Regions from separate parts of the Mus musculus genome. Here regions 1, 2, 4 and 5 are each linked to region 3. A link is a contact called in public ChIA-PET, HiChIP or PLAC-seq and promoter capture Hi-C data. All regions are on one chromosome and are shown on one strand. Each heading gives the region's core, a stretch centred on a gene start, on an enhancer-like site or on the middle of the called end of the contact. The rest is flanking DNA. Distances are from core to core; before and after follow the strand shown. Region 1 holds the start of Msln (mesothelin). Region 2 holds the start of Ccnf (cyclin F). Region 3 holds the start of Spsb3 (splA/ryanodine receptor domain and SOCS box containing 3). Region 4 holds the start of Abca17 (ATP-binding cassette, sub-family A (ABC1), member 17). Region 5 holds the start of Gng13 (guanine nucleotide binding protein (G protein), gamma 13).

What was found. Promoter capture Hi-C pulls out the DNA fragments that hold promoters and counts their contacts. ChIA-PET counts read pairs in DNA pulled down with a chosen protein or histone mark. HiChIP or PLAC-seq counts read pairs in DNA pulled down with a chosen protein or histone mark.
Region 1: a contact with region 3 is called in a FOXA1 HiChIP or PLAC-seq map of pancreatic cancer cells. The contact joins the promoter of Msln here to the promoter of Spsb3 in region 3. A contact is called at or near these places in 1 of 39 promoter capture datasets (hippocampal neurons) and 4 of 115 datasets of contacts at active chromatin or transcription factors (astrocytes, bone marrow-derived macrophages, craniofacial prominence and 1 more).
Region 2: a contact with region 3 is called in an RNA polymerase II ChIA-PET map of memory CD8 T cells, with 9 read pairs. The contact joins the promoter of Ccnf here to the promoter of Spsb3 in region 3.
Region 4: a promoter capture Hi-C map of liver shows a contact between it and region 3, with 2.9 times the contacts expected there. The contact joins the promoter of Abca17 here to the promoter of Spsb3 in region 3. A contact is called at or near these places in 3 of 39 promoter capture datasets (liver and pre-B cells), 1 of 484 Hi-C or Micro-C datasets (embryonic stem cells) and 1 of 115 datasets of contacts at active chromatin or transcription factors (pancreatic cancer cells).
Region 5: a promoter capture Hi-C map of embryonic stem cells shows a contact between it and region 3, with 4 times the contacts expected there. The contact joins the promoter of Gng13 here to the promoter of Spsb3 in region 3. A contact is called at or near these places in 6 of 39 promoter capture datasets (embryonic stem cells, hippocampal neurons and stem cell-derived epiblast-like cells), 4 of 484 Hi-C or Micro-C datasets (embryonic stem cells and muscle stem cells), 3 of 115 datasets of contacts at active chromatin or transcription factors (embryonic forebrain, embryonic stem cells and stem cell-derived neural progenitor cells) and 1 of 9 other capture datasets (embryonic stem cells).

The regions. Positions count from the first base shown.
Region 1 is chr17:25,752,973-25,755,672 of GRCm38.p6, forward strand. It overlaps Msln (mesothelin), which reads right to left and starts at 1,406. Exons shown (of 17, transcript NM_001356286.1): 1 at 1,371-1,406; 2 at 1,160-1,250; 3 at 802-845; 4 at 406-452; 5 at 1-90. The coding sequence starts at 1,247.
Region 2 is chr17:24,250,037-24,252,783 of GRCm38.p6, forward strand. Ccnf (cyclin F) reads right to left here and starts at 1,373. Exons shown (of 17, transcript NM_007634.4): 1 at 1,259-1,373. The coding sequence starts at 1,274.
Region 3 is chr17:24,885,369-24,888,068 of GRCm38.p6, forward strand. It overlaps Spsb3 (splA/ryanodine receptor domain and SOCS box containing 3), which reads left to right and starts at 1,306. Exons shown (of 7, transcript NM_001163751.1): 1 at 1,306-1,392; 2 at 2,412-2,549. The coding sequence starts at 1,312. Nubp2 (nucleotide binding protein 2) reads right to left here and starts at 982. Exons shown (of 7, transcript NM_011956.3): 1 at 911-982; 2 at 351-469; 3 at 51-249. The coding sequence starts at 938.
Region 4 is chr17:24,349,762-24,352,461 of GRCm38.p6, forward strand. It overlaps Abca17 (ATP-binding cassette, sub-family A (ABC1), member 17), which reads right to left and starts at 1,298. Exons shown (of 31, transcript NM_001031621.3): 1 at 1,207-1,298. Abca3 (ATP-binding cassette, sub-family A (ABC1), member 3) reads left to right here and starts at 2,262. Exons shown (of 33, transcript NM_013855.3): 1 at 2,262-2,490.
Region 5 is chr17:25,716,137-25,718,889 of GRCm38.p6, forward strand. Gng13 (guanine nucleotide binding protein (G protein), gamma 13) reads left to right here and starts at 1,392. Exons shown (of 3, transcript NM_001357782.1): 1 at 1,392-1,445; 2 at 2,531-2,662. The coding sequence starts at 2,565.

The DNA of each region.
Region 1 (2,700 bases), core at 156-2,655, 870 kb after region 3:
CTTACAGCCATAGCCAGCCCCTTGGCTTGTTCCATGCTCAGGTCAGATACCTCCTCACATGTGAGGCCAAGAAAGAGGCCTGTGGGGAGACTGGGGACAGGGCTGGGATCTGAATCCAACACTGTCCCTCTGGAAGTGCCTGCCTGCCTGCCTGCCTGCCTGCCTGCCCAGAGCCCTTCCTTCATAACCCTGGGCTTCTCATGACCCTCTTTGGGACAAGTGACAACCTGAGGGACAAGGTACTTGGGCCCTGGGACACAGTCCTTCCCCTAACTCTGAGCCAGCCAGGTCAGGAGGGAGTGGGTAGAGATCAGACAAGACAGAGAATTTGGGAACCTGGATGTCTGGCACTTGTTCACTCAGCCCACAAGGGCTCCTGATCGCCCCCAAAGGTACTGAACCCACCTGGCAAAGTCAGCGGCACCGTTCACAGCATGGAGGAGTGTGGCCTCCTAAGGGAACAAGGTCTGACTGACATTTCCCAAGCAGATAGGAGCTTCTTTACCTTAGAGCTTGGTCTCAACTGTCTGAGAGCAAGGTCCAGATACTGTCTGAGTCTGGCTACCTCTGGGGCCAGGGACTTAACACCCAAGGGCTCCACTGTCTCCAACTCAGCTCCTTTCAGGGCCCAGCTACATCCTGGGTTCTGCCACTCTCTGGGATCAGCAACTCTGCCCACAGCCCTCTTTGAAAAGTGACACTAAGGGATGGTATGTATTCATGTGTAAAGTACCGAAAACATCACTCCGTACCCCCAAGACTAGAATAGAAAATCCTTCTGTTTCCCTCAGAGGACCTCACCTGGCTTGTCTTTGTAGTCTGGGTCTGCAGACGTGGTATCCACCCTGTGAGCCAGAGGGTACAAAGCTACAAGAGAGGCCGGGGCAAAACTGGGCTGCTCTCTGGTCCCAGCCCTCTGCACAGCCCACTGGGTGTAGAGAGAGCTAAGGCCTCTCACCCCATTGTGTCATAGCCTATGCTCTGTAGGCCTAGGGATCATTCCTGCTCGGAGTGTCCCCACTTTCCAGGCCTTTCACTGTTCTCAGTCCTAACCCTCCTGGAACGCAGGTCACCTAGCAATGACCCAAGGAGAAAGCAAGCTCCCAACTCATGAAGGTTCCTTAACCACTTCCTGGGGATCAGCCCAACCCATACTCACCAAGACTAAGGAGAAGCAGTAGGAAGCTTCGGCTGCAGATGGGACTTCCACAGGACCCCAGCAGGGGTCGAGCTGTTGGCAAGGCCATGGTCTGTGGATAACAATGACTCTGAGGTCCCCACTTGTCCCACCCCTCAACCCACACCACTGTTTGGAGACAACGAAGGGGCTTTTGGGCCTGGGAAAGCAGCTGTCCAACTTCTGTGAGCACCTGCAGTAGTGTCTACTAGGCAGACTCTCCACACTGACCGCTTGCCAGGCCCGCCCCTAGGAAAACCAGCCCTCCTATAGGGAGGGGCACTGGGTCTGAGTCAGTGGGGCACCTCTGCTGTGAGGCGCAGTGGACAGCTGAGTTCACCCTCCAGCCTCACAGGGCAGGGCAGAACTGGAAGTATAGGACAAAGAGACAGGGCTATCTCCTGCTCCGGTTGTTACGGGTTCGCCGTTTGTACCAGGAGCACTGAGTGGTTCAGGCTGGGAATTACGCAGGACCACCCCTGGGCCTGAGGCATGGGACTGGAGGTATCTGTGACTTGCACAAACACATGGCCCCATCAGGCTGACCACGCTGTAGAGGGGGGTGATGTCTCTTCCATAGATCAGTCCCTTTGGGTGACATGGCTTCTATGAGAGTTTTTCAAGCTCTGGTGTGATCAGGATAGCAGGTAAATAAATGGGTACCAGGCAATCCAGTGTCCCCTCTGGGGTGGGGCTCAGGGGCTCTGTGGACAGGGTGAGTGCGGAGCTGTTCCCCTCCTCAACATGTGTGGAACTGTATTCTAGCTGACTTTATCTCAGGTCTCTCTTGGCCCCCCCCATTGCTCAGAATATGGACTTCTCATGCCCCCGTATGTGAGTTACCTGAACAACCCAGCAGTAGGGATTGTCTGGGGAGACCTCACAGGCCAGGAGGCTCCTGCACTAAGAAGCCCCTGAGCAGGTAGAGCAAACTGTGTACCAGGAGACGATGTGTAGGATAGGTGAGCCCAGGCAAGAAACATGTCTTAATGTCTCCCCTCAACCCAGGAGACTATGAAGCCTGCAGCCAGCCTTATGTCAATCAAAACCTGTCTATCAGCCTTAGTGTGAGTTCCTTAAGAGCCTCTACAAGCAGCATCAGGCCCTGGGATCTGCATCTTTCACACCACATCCTAAGAGATGCAGATGGGAGCCACTGTCCTATAGTTATGTAGAATTCAAGATTCTGGTACCCACTTGTCTCGGACAAAGGACGCATCTCAGTGTGAAACAGAAAAACCCACAGCAGTTCCATGGCATTGTGGTATGGGGTCCCAGGACTGGAGGAACACAGGAGAGTCGTTCAAATGTACCCCACCCCTTACCATCTATGATCAGCATCGATCAGCATCCACTGCCCACCCCTTATTGCCTATGGTCAGCATCAGCATCCACTGCTCAGTTATCGCCTGTGATCAGCGTCAGCACCCCCTGCTCAATTATCACCCACACACCTGCTGAGCACCAATCTATGCCAGGCCTTGCTGGCCCTGTCTAGGACTCTAAGATAGGACCTAGCCATG
Region 2 (2,747 bases), core at 123-2,622, 640 kb before region 3:
GCCAGCTTACATTGTTTATATTTGAACATGTGACTATCAGCATATGGTTGACCAAGGGACTTGCATAGCATAGACTGGGAACTCAAATTAGCAGGCCGTTCTGTAGAACATGGAGGCCAGATCCATCCCAGAGCAGCTCTCAGCTTGGCAGATGGTGAGAGCTCCCCAGTCCCCAAACAGAGGGGTCTTCCACACTCAGCTTACAGTGCAAAATCACCCCTTCCTAGCACCGTGGACCCTTTAATACACTCAGTTCCTCATGCTGCAGTGACCCCCAACCATAAAATACCTTCATTGCTACTTCATAACTGTAATTTTGCTACGGTTATGAATCTTAATGTAAATATCTGATATGCAGGATGTCTGATCTGCAACTCCTGTGAAAAGGTCGTGTGACCCCCCCAATGGAGTCGCGCCCACATGTTGAGAACTCAGGCACACAGCAACTGGACCCAGACATGCTCTTCAGATGAGCTCTTCTCCTCCACAGTGGGTTGTTCCAATATTTACTTCAGCAATTCATTCTTCATTCAACGCCTATGGCTTTTTTCCCTATTTCACAAAGGGCCCCCACATTACCCCCCCCCCCCAAGGTCCTGCCTTCCTACTTATAAATGCGCCTATCTTTCTACCTATTTTTCCTCCTCACACTGAGGCAAAAGTGGCTGACCTCGGGCTTTCCATCAGGAGGTCTCTAAGAGACTGTCCACTCCCAAACTCTTCACCTGAGTCTTATTGGAAACCAAATTTACAGCAAAGGCCAAATGTATACCCAGAGAGCTATAATTCCCAAACATTCTAAGAATATTATCATAACAGTTTCTTGACTCGTGTGCTCTAGAGCATGTCTGGAAGTGTTTAACCACTCTAACAAGTGAAATCGCACCCCCAGGTCGTGAGACGTTTTCACGGGGCAGATCCTGTGGCCTCAGCCAACCCTCAGGTGATCAAGCCGCCCACAAGAGTCCGGACAGGGCCTGAGATCGCTCTATATCGTGTGGATTGCCCACGACTTCACAGATAAGTAAAATCGTAGTTTGCTAAGTAGAGAACCTAAATAGCCCTGGGGTAACAGGAGAGGCATAGGCGCCGGGCGGGCATTTAAACCGCGCGGGCGGGCTCGCAGTCGGGGATACGTGCCTACCCCGTGCTTTGGGGGATGCGACGCGCACTCCCGGGTCACAGGGGCCCGAGTCCATGCTCCTCCGGCCTCCGTTCCGTATGACCTATCGCCTACCCGGCTCCCGCCAGCACTCACCACCGCCGCTCCCCATCGCCGAGCTCCCTCCACTGCCGCTTTAGACCGCTCTCAAGCGCGCCCGCGCCTGGGGCAAGTGCACGGAGCGCCTCACGCAGGCGCGGGCCCCACCCCCGCCCCGTTTTCAAACGCGCCGGGAGCTCCTACTGGTAGGACCACAGAGTTACGCCCCCCAGATCACTAGCCTCTCCTGCCCCGCAGGCTCTGGGCATTTGTGATTGGCTACACCAGGACGCGAATTCAAACGCTGGCTGTCTATTGGCTTATCGCTCGTGGTTGACCCGCCTTCTCCGCTGGGCGGGGGACGGAGGAGTTCAGCTGGCGCCGGCGGGCTATCCTAAAAAGCCCGCCCGGAGGCAGAGAGGGCTGGTCTTCTCCCTCCAAGACTTGTCCTACCGTCCGGAGTTGGTCGTGGCTTACTACCTGTCCCTCCCACGCGAGCTTCCGGCCGAGGAGACTGCATTTGGAGGCGCCAACTCCAACACTGATGTGGAAATTGCAGAAGCTGGGCTCCGATGCCGGGCAGCCACAGCCACAGTCACAGTCTGCTGAGCGATGTGTTCACTCGAGTACATGTTCCGTATTCTCATGAGATGATCTGTCGAGAAAAGACAAGTGGTCTCTTGAGGGTGGAGAGCGAGGAATAGGCCCAGGCTTATCCCCACAGCTTGGGTCAGCCTTCATCCCCTCCCCGAAGCCAGCATGCTCACTGTATCTGACCTGTGCTGGAAGCTGGATAGCAAGACCTCTAGTGGGTCTGAGACAGTTAATAGGGAATGGCTGTTCACAGCACAGAATATTAGAGAACCCTAGAGCAAGACTTGGGATTTGCTCCCCATTGCTGCTGATCTCCATGGGGAACCCTCACACTGTCTCTTTTCCGGAAGACTATACTGTTTTCCAATTTGTTACTTTTTCTTTTCTTCGAGACAGGGTTTCTCTGTGTAGCCCTGGCTGACCTGCAACTCACTCTGTAGACCAGGCTGGCCTTGAACTCAGAAATCCGCCTGCCTCTGCCTCCCGAGTGCTGTGATTAAAGGCATGTGGCACCACCACCCAGCTACTTTGTTACTTTTTTATCTTCCTCCTTTTGTACTTTGTTACTTGGGACAGAAGTGCTGTTTTCAGAATTTGCTTTTGGTAGCCTCTGGAAGGTATTAAAAAAACTAAATCTAACAATGAGCAAACCCGCTGTCCATCACATTTCAGAATACATAACAATCTATCTGGTCCCCTGGTTAATCAGAGTTACAAAGTCATCAGTTGATCAGTTGTCTTTTTTTTTTTTTTTGCTCTACCTTGTTTTGTATCCTACTCAATTTCAGTTTCTATTATTTATTGGAGGCGGGTTTTGTTGGTTTTGATAAAGGGTCTCCCAATGCCCTTCAGCTAACAACCTGACACTGCTTAGAGTCATCTGAGGGAGACTCAGTTATGTGATTGCCCATATCAGACTGGTCTGTGGCCATGTCTGTGAGGGATTGGTATG
Region 3 (2,700 bases), core at 56-2,555:
CTGAGGAGTTGGAGGAAGGGAGGAAGCACTGCTTCTCACTAAGTTCTTACCATGTTTCTTGGGACCTCTCCACACCACGGCCTCATCAGGGTTTTCCAGCAGGAACCCCACAGACATAAGGGAGATGCTCTGCTCCTGATCCACAAAGACAGGCACCCAGCCATTGTCACACTGGTGCACGGCCTTGCCTTGTGCACGGAGCATGTGTGGTATGCTGGGACCGCACAGGTCCACATCTAGGATTCCCACCTGCAAGGAGGAGGATGCTGAGGGGTGGAAAGAAGTCTGCCAAGCCTGTTGGGAGCTAGGGACAACAATGAAACAGGTGTCAACCCTGGTCCAGGCCTCACCTTCTTGCCCTGGTGGCGCAGAGCCAGGGCCAACTCCGTGGAGATGGTGCTTTTCCCAACGCCACCCTTTCCAGAAAGAACAAGGATGATGTGTCGCACCCCGGCCAGGTTCCCGGGTTCTGGTGAGAAACAGGAGTTGGGGTGTCTGAGAGAGCGACAAAGACAAAGGCACGCGGGTAGGTCTTCTAGAAGCCCCAGACCTGTCTCAGCCTCACTTCTGTCTGAAGTGGAGCAACTGAAGGCACGTGCACACGTGAACGCTCACTTCAAACTGCCAGCTAATTTTAACAGACACAGAGGAAACTAACAGAGTAGATGATCACAGCTAAGCGACACCCGCGCACAAACGCAGACTCCACACTAGAGACTTCCAGTTCTAGGGAAGCAGGGCCCCCAATTCTCGGAAAGGCGTGAGGCTGAGGTCTTAGAGCAGATATAACCGCCGATGTGTGCATCGCGACACTCGGCTAGCTCAGTAAACAAGGGGACATGGGATGCTTTGGCGTGGGCCTGCACGCGGTTCGCCTTCAGACTTTCCCAACCCCTCGCGTTTGACCGACCTGCACGCTCACCGGCAGCAGCCTCCATTCCGCTACTAGTTGCTTTTCGCGGCTCTCTTCCGCTTCCTCTCCAAACTTTCGCAGCCTTTGAACCAATGGTGACAAGAGCCCGCCCCTTACTCATTTTGAGAGGTTAGTCATTCACCGTCCAGCCAATCAGATCACCCAAGGAGGTCCCGATCCTGGCAACTGATGATGACGCCACGGGCACGGACACACTTCCTTATATTTGTCCAATGGTCATGCGAAAGTTTTTTTTTTTTTTGACCGCTCTAGCGAGGGCCAATAGAAACTTTGGTTCAGGATTGACAGTTTGTGCAAGCCTCTTGACAGCAGTCCTGTCTCGCGAGACCCGCCCCCGCGCGAAGCTGCCATAGAGCCCGCCTTCGGCTGCCGGGCCAATGCAGGGCGGGGGCGGGGATTGTTTGCGTCGCGGCCGGAACGGAAAGTGGGTCAGCGCCGGGGGAGCTTTTTGGCCGCAGGTGAGCCGCGCCGGCCCAGCCCGGTCAGGCCCGGCGGCCGGCGGGTTGACCTTGCAGGCGGTCAAGCCGGCCACCCGTTGTTCCCTGGCGGTGGCGCTCGGGAGTCTGGGCGGGGGCCTCGGAGTCAGGCGTCAGGGACGGCATCGCTGTGGCGAGATCCGCGAGCCTTTGGCGAGGGAAGCAACCTTCAGCCCCGCGGAGGCCGAGCGTGGCTACGTCCAGGGACATCTCTGGTTCATTCATTGGGTTCCTACTGTGTGTTCTTATACGGCGCTCAGCCAACCCAACTGCTGTGGAGTGCTGTGCGCGGCCCCGCCCGGCTTCTTTGTGGATGGCCGGGGCGAGGTAGGGTAGTACAGTGGGTCTACAGGGGGACAGGAGGCAGCTAGGACAGAGTCGACTATTAGACAAAGACAGTCCACTCGGGAGAGGAGATCCGGACCTCTCAAAGCCTTTCATTTTGTCCCAAGAACGATGTCAAGCCAGTGAGTTTAAGGTTGTATCAAAGACTGAGTTTGTAGTGTGCAGAGCCGGATGGGTGAGAGGGAGTTGTGTGGTGCAGGAAGCGGTGGGGGTCTCCAATGGCAAGGAGGGGTGTCAGGAGTGGATGACAGCGGTGTTTCTGGCATGAGGAACTGGATGCTGTGGATGCCATTTGCCAAAGTGGACCGCGGAGGAGGAGCAAGTTAAGTGTCAAATGCCTGAGGGGCAACAGCTCCTGAACAGAATGCAGAGATGGGCTGGGACACATCCAAAGTCATGGGTGTCTGGGTTGTGTTTCACACCATCGCCCTGGGCTTGATTGAGGTGCTCAGATACTCGAGCCAGGTACGAGCTTGTGGGAGTTTCTGGAGCTCAGAGCTCAGTGTTGAGGGCTTGGAGTCCCCAGCCTTTGGTGGATCCATGGCTTAGGCTGCCAGGTAGAAGTGGCAGGGGGCAGAGTTGTGGGGTGTAGATTTGGGCCTTGTTTGGACATTGATACATTACATGTCTTTAAAGTTACAGTTATTTTTTTCCAGGTTCTCTCCACTATGGCCCGGCGTACACGGAGTAGCAGGGCATGGCATTTCGTCCTGAGCGCAGCCCGCCGAGATACAGATGCCCGGGCTGTGGCTCTGGCAGGCAGCTCTAACTGGGGCTATGACTCTGATGGGCAGGTAGGTCGAAGTGGCAAGGTGGGGATAACCAGTGTCTATGTTGGGTGAAAAAGACACTGAGCCAGGCAGCTGAGCTGTGTCCTGGTATGTGGTGCTTTTTGGTCTGGTAAAGCCTGAGGTATGTCAGGCCTCAAGACAAGAGACAGGGATC
Region 4 (2,700 bases), core at 48-2,547, 540 kb before region 3:
CTTGCTAAATTTTAAATTTGTGAATATACTAATCATCTATATGAAACACCTCTAAAACTTCTAGATGATTAAAAGCTATGCAAACTACACTTGAAGCAAGATAGAGATTCACACAAAGACCACTATGGCAGTGTTGCTACAGTTTCTGTGCTGCCTGGATATTTAATAGAACAAGCCTACATAACTCACTGTCATAGTCAATGATGTACACACATTTCCGTGTGATTGTGTTTACATTAGTTTCAAATAACAATATATTCAGTTCTAACAATACATTGTTGAGGACTTTGAATTTGGTGTTAGATGGCTGTTTCAATACTTCCTTTACCAGTTTCATCTGTACTCCTCAATACACAATAAAATGAGACTTTGACACCAGACACCTACTTTGTGAGATTCTGAGGAACACGCATCACGAATACTCTCAACCTCGCCTTTGCCTAAGGGAATTCTAAGTCACCCAGCTCTGTTCCTAGATTTAGTTCTGCAGAACTAGGCTTAGGTTTGGAAAGGACTAAAGAATTTAAGTTGAAAATGGCAAGTACTGTTTTGAAAGAAAAGCGATTAAGTTTAACGTCCAGTTCCAGTCAGCCAGATTCATACACCTCCTATCATGAAATAGAGAATGGGAGAGACATTTTGGGTTGGAAGGATGATGGAGAGAAAGTCTTTGGGGACAAAGTCTTTTGGAGATGTTTACAGCACACCAATAATCCAAATCCCCACCTTGCTTTAATTGTCCCCCCATCTCCCCCAACACACACCGCTACATGCTTGTTACAACAGGCACATACTGCCATTTAAGTGCCAGGCATGATGATAATCCCTTAAGCATGCACTTTTCTCATTTCACTTTGGAAAAAAAGTGGTGGTTGTGGGGGAACCGCAACCTTTGAATACGCTATTACTACCATTTCAATTTTAGGAATGAGAAATTAAGATTCTGGAAAATACAATGACTTGAATACACTAGTGAAGGACTCAAGACCTGAAGCCAGGTCTTTGAGACTCCCTTTATTCGGCAAACTTGACTAGAGCATTTCTGGACAAGGTGTTCTAGGACCCCAGGGAACTGACCATGTACCAGGCAAGGGCTCTTTTCTTAGGGAGTCCATCTTCTGGTTAGCCATACAGGACCCTAGAGAGCGAGAGGTTATGACCACAGTGTAACTGGCATTGATTCGGAAGTCACGATCCCAGGGTTACCTTAAGGCTAGGCAGGTCTGGTCCGCAGCCCGGAATCCGGGGAGGGCTGCGCCTCACTCACCGCAGGCACCCTGTCCGTGGCCACGGGCACTGAAGGACCCGCTGGATCGCCCTCGACGACTGTTGGCCCCGCGACACGGCCACGCCCACGCTCAACCCCGCTTCTCCCGGGCCAGCCGCGCGGATGCCCAAGCTGCAGCAACCTGTGATTCCAATGCCATTCCCTCCTGCCTGGGCCGAGGGCACACAGATGTTCGCATCCTACTGTCTGAAGGAACCACAACCCCCTCCCACCTCCATGCCTGTCTACTGCCTGAAGAAATCCTAACGCCCCAATCTCCTGTCCGAGGAAACTCTACCGCCCAAGAGACCCCGACGCCCTGCCTTCTGCCTGAGGAGACCCAGATCCCTGAGAACCCCCTCCCACCCTGACTGTATTCTCCTAGTGGTGCTGCTGGGCTGGACCGTGACTTTCCCTTTCCTAGCTGTGGGCTGTCGCCTCTGAAAGGTTCCTAGACCTAACCTCACTAGGGCTTGGGTTCCTCCTGCTGAGAGCAGAAAGTAGCACTTTCTCTTGGTGACAAGAGTGAGATGGGGAGAGAGCCCTGAAGAGAAAGAGGAACTTGAATCCCGCTGCGAAAGTGAGATTCTTGATGTTACAGCCTCAACTGCTTTGAAACACATTTGTCCAGAGATGAGCTTCAGGCCAGCGACCCCGGGGCTCAGAGCCCCAAACTAACGCCTACTGTTTGCTGGACGCGAGCAAGGGCGTGCTGCACGATCAGTGGCGGATGCGGAGAAAACCCGCAGGGGCAACCCATCACGCACGCTCACCCCACCCTACAAGCGCTTGCCCACTGGAGGTGAGACCTGCGTGGAGTACTGCGCAGACGCACGATCCGGAATGTTGAACTGGGAGGGGTGCACGCGCTACGCAGAGCGCCCTCTGTCGGAGCTGGGCAACATGTGCCAGGCACTGCGCAGACGCTGAATCCAGAGCTTAGGCGAGGCTGAGCCGGCCGGGGGCAAACCCGGGGCACCTGCAGGGGCGGCCCAGTGCGCACGCGCGCTCCGACGCGCCCCCCCACCCCCTCCAGGAGCCGGAGCTTCCTGGTGCGTTCTTCCACCCGCGCCTGTCGCAGGCGCCTCCTCTCTGCCCCGCCGCCTCAGTTGTCAGCTTCGGCCGCAACCGCCCCAGCAAGGCTGGAGCAGGACCGGGAGTCTAAGGGAGGGAACCTGGCGAGAGAGCTGCGCAGACCGCCGCCACCCTGGCGCTGAGGGTCGGTGAGTGTCACTAGGACTTGTCACTCGCGCGCTAGCTCGGGGCTCTGAGATTTCCCGTCCTTGCCCGGGTCTCCACTCTGCCAGCGGGCAGCGCCCCAACCTGGGGCCTCCGAGCCCCTGCCTATCGCCGGGACCTGCGGGCTCGCGGACTGACCCTTCGTATTGCTGCAGGTGTAGCTGTCTTGGCGTCCTCATGCTGGGTGTGTCCCC
Region 5 (2,753 bases), core at 142-2,641, 830 kb after region 3:
TTGATCATACCTGCAGGGGTCCAGGCCATCTCCTGGGCAGGGTGAGCTCTGAACTCCTTCTGTTCCTCTAACTCTGACCTATCCTGTTGTCTAGGTAAGGGCCACTCAACAAACCTCCAGCCCTCAGAGGACCCAGAATACTTAGCAAGGTACTGGCCCTGCCTCCCAGGACAGGCTTGCCCCTCCCCCACGGGTTGCTGTTGCAGCCTGCGTCATATGAAGGTCCCCAGAGCACAGCTCCCACAAGAGTTGGTGAGGTGTACCTCTGACAGTAACACTGGGAAAGGGAGGCGCTGCTCTGGTTAGTTGAAGGCAGGGCTAGCCCCCTGCCCCCGTTACAGAGTCTCTGAGAAATAGGGAGGTGGCTGCCGCCGGGCACAGGGCTCAAAATCCTGTGGCTGAGGAAGTACTCTTCTCCCTACCCAAAGGCCATCCAGCATCAGCTAAGAAACTGACCTACTCACCCCCTAAGCTAACTTTTAATCTACCCAAAGCTGGAGATGGGTGACCCTTCACACCCGAGGCCCCCACGCACTATCCAACCGTGGGTTCTTTTGAAGTCATTGCCTGGGAATGAGGAAGGCGCCAGAAGGTGGGAGTGCTATGGAGGGAGGCCTGAACCCCTTCTAGGTGAGGCTCTTGTCGTGGAATTCTGCGGGATGCCCCCCAGCCTCCCATAAGTGGACAACACTGAAGGTCACCTGCACCAGGTGGGCTGCAAGACCACAGTGGGAAGTGCTCTGCCCCCACCCCCTCTTCTCAGCTGCCTGCATTGGAGTGCCCTGCATAGGAGGGCCCTGACCAGAGAAGCCTTGTTGGGTGGGGCATATTTTGCTGTTTAGGGCTCTGGTCCCAGTATCACAAGATTGTCAAACTGGGTTGCCAGCAGTTGTAGCTGACCCAGGAGAGACGGGACTAGCTCCCACTGCTGCATGTCCCACCCCAGGGGAGACCTGCCAAAGCTGTAGGAGCAGCCCAGGGAGCTCTTGGGGTCAGCCCAACCCTGTAAAGGCGGTACCAAGGCCCCAGGTGGCAAGAGTGGGCGGGGCGGCTGCCTGGGCTCCCCGGACTCGGACAGCCCAGCCTCACTCCACAGATCCCTCGGCCCTTGTCATCTCTGCTTTTGCTGTCTCCTCCAAAAGTAAGTCCGATGAACAGAAACCTCACACTGAGGGGGAAACAGACTCCAGGGCTCTAGGGCTTGACCAGGTGGGGCCCCTAGGCTAATTCTAACTACTGGGACCAGGGCAACTGCCTCCGGGCCTCAGGGGCGGGGCGGCCGACAGATCGAGTCCAGCGGCGCAGGAGCCATCGCTGCGCGACGGGGGCGCGTCTGTCCTGCGCCGTGCGCGCCGCCCGCAGTGCCCGTGTGCGCCGCCGTGCGCCTGGCCGGGGGCGTCTCGGGGTGCACCGGCGGCCGGGCTCCGGCGGCGGCAGCAGCGCAGGTAGGGCCAGTGGTGGGCCATGCCCCCAGCCCAGATGCTCCCATTTGTGGAGGACCCGCAGCTGATCCTCCGCCCACGTGCCTGTCGGCGTGTGGGGCGCGGGAGAACCTAGCAGGGTGGGGCACTGTAACTTGGGGGTCTCTGGGAAAGGTACTCTGCAGGTGGCCCCACACAACCAGGAATACTAGCCCACCCAACCTCTCACTGGTTCCTTGCGAGCCCTGCCAGGACCTCTTTAGGATGGGCCACTCTAAAGGCTGGGTCCTAGGCTCTCCCCAAGGCCAGCTCAGCTCAGTATCCCGGGATGGAAGCTTAGCCCGGATGTGTCTGGTACTCGGTGCCAGACCCCTCTCAAGGTCGTGGAAGCTGTGATTGGAGGGAGAACCAGAGACTTGGTCTTTTGGAGTGCAACTAGCTAGGGAGGGGTAAAGGGAGGCCCGTTGTGCTCCAACTGACAGCTCTCCCTAGTCAGGTCAGTGACTGGATCTGAAAACACTGGTCTCAGGAAGGCTACCCACCTCCCAAGTCCTGGGCTTGCTGAAAGGCCTGTGTCCCCAGACATTCTGCACATACCCCACCCTACATGCAAATTGCAGACAAATCCTCCCAGCCCCGAGATTAACTTGGCCTCTCAGCCTCTTTACCCATGCAAAACAGGCATCCAGGAGGGCCAGGCAGCACCCAGCATCTCAGGGCTCTCATCGCAGCACCCAGGGTCTGAGTTAGAAGTGGGTCTGGAAGGGGGGTGGGGGCTGCCCTGGGTACTCAGAAGTCCATCTTTTAACCTCCCTAGGCAGGGATGAGTCTGTCCTCCCAATCCAGGGCTGGGCCTTCTCAGGCTCATTTGCCCAGCCAAGAACGGAAAGTTTGCTCTGCAGCTAATCAGCCCCACTGGGTAGAGAAGGCTCAGGGGTCTTGTTAGTGGGTCCCTGTGGCCCTCTTCGGGCTCTTTGCCAACATCACTCCAGACCTCAGGAAGGACCAATGGGTGGTATGGTCCCAGGATCTCCCTCTGTCCTGGGGCTGAGGGTGGCGTGGGGGTGGGGGCTGCAGACCCAGCTCTTTTCGCTTCTCCTGCCCACCAGCCTCAGGCTGGCTACCACCGACGCCCCCGACGCCATGGAGGAGTGGGATGTGCCCCAGATGAAGAAGGAGGTAGAGAGCCTCAAGTACCAACTGGCCTTCAAGAGGGAGATGTCGTCCAAGACCATCCCCGAGTGAGTGCCCCATGATGTCTGTCATTTACCTGCCCAGCCACTGCCCCTTGTGTGAACCAGGACCTCACACCCCCAGTAGGCAGGTGCCACG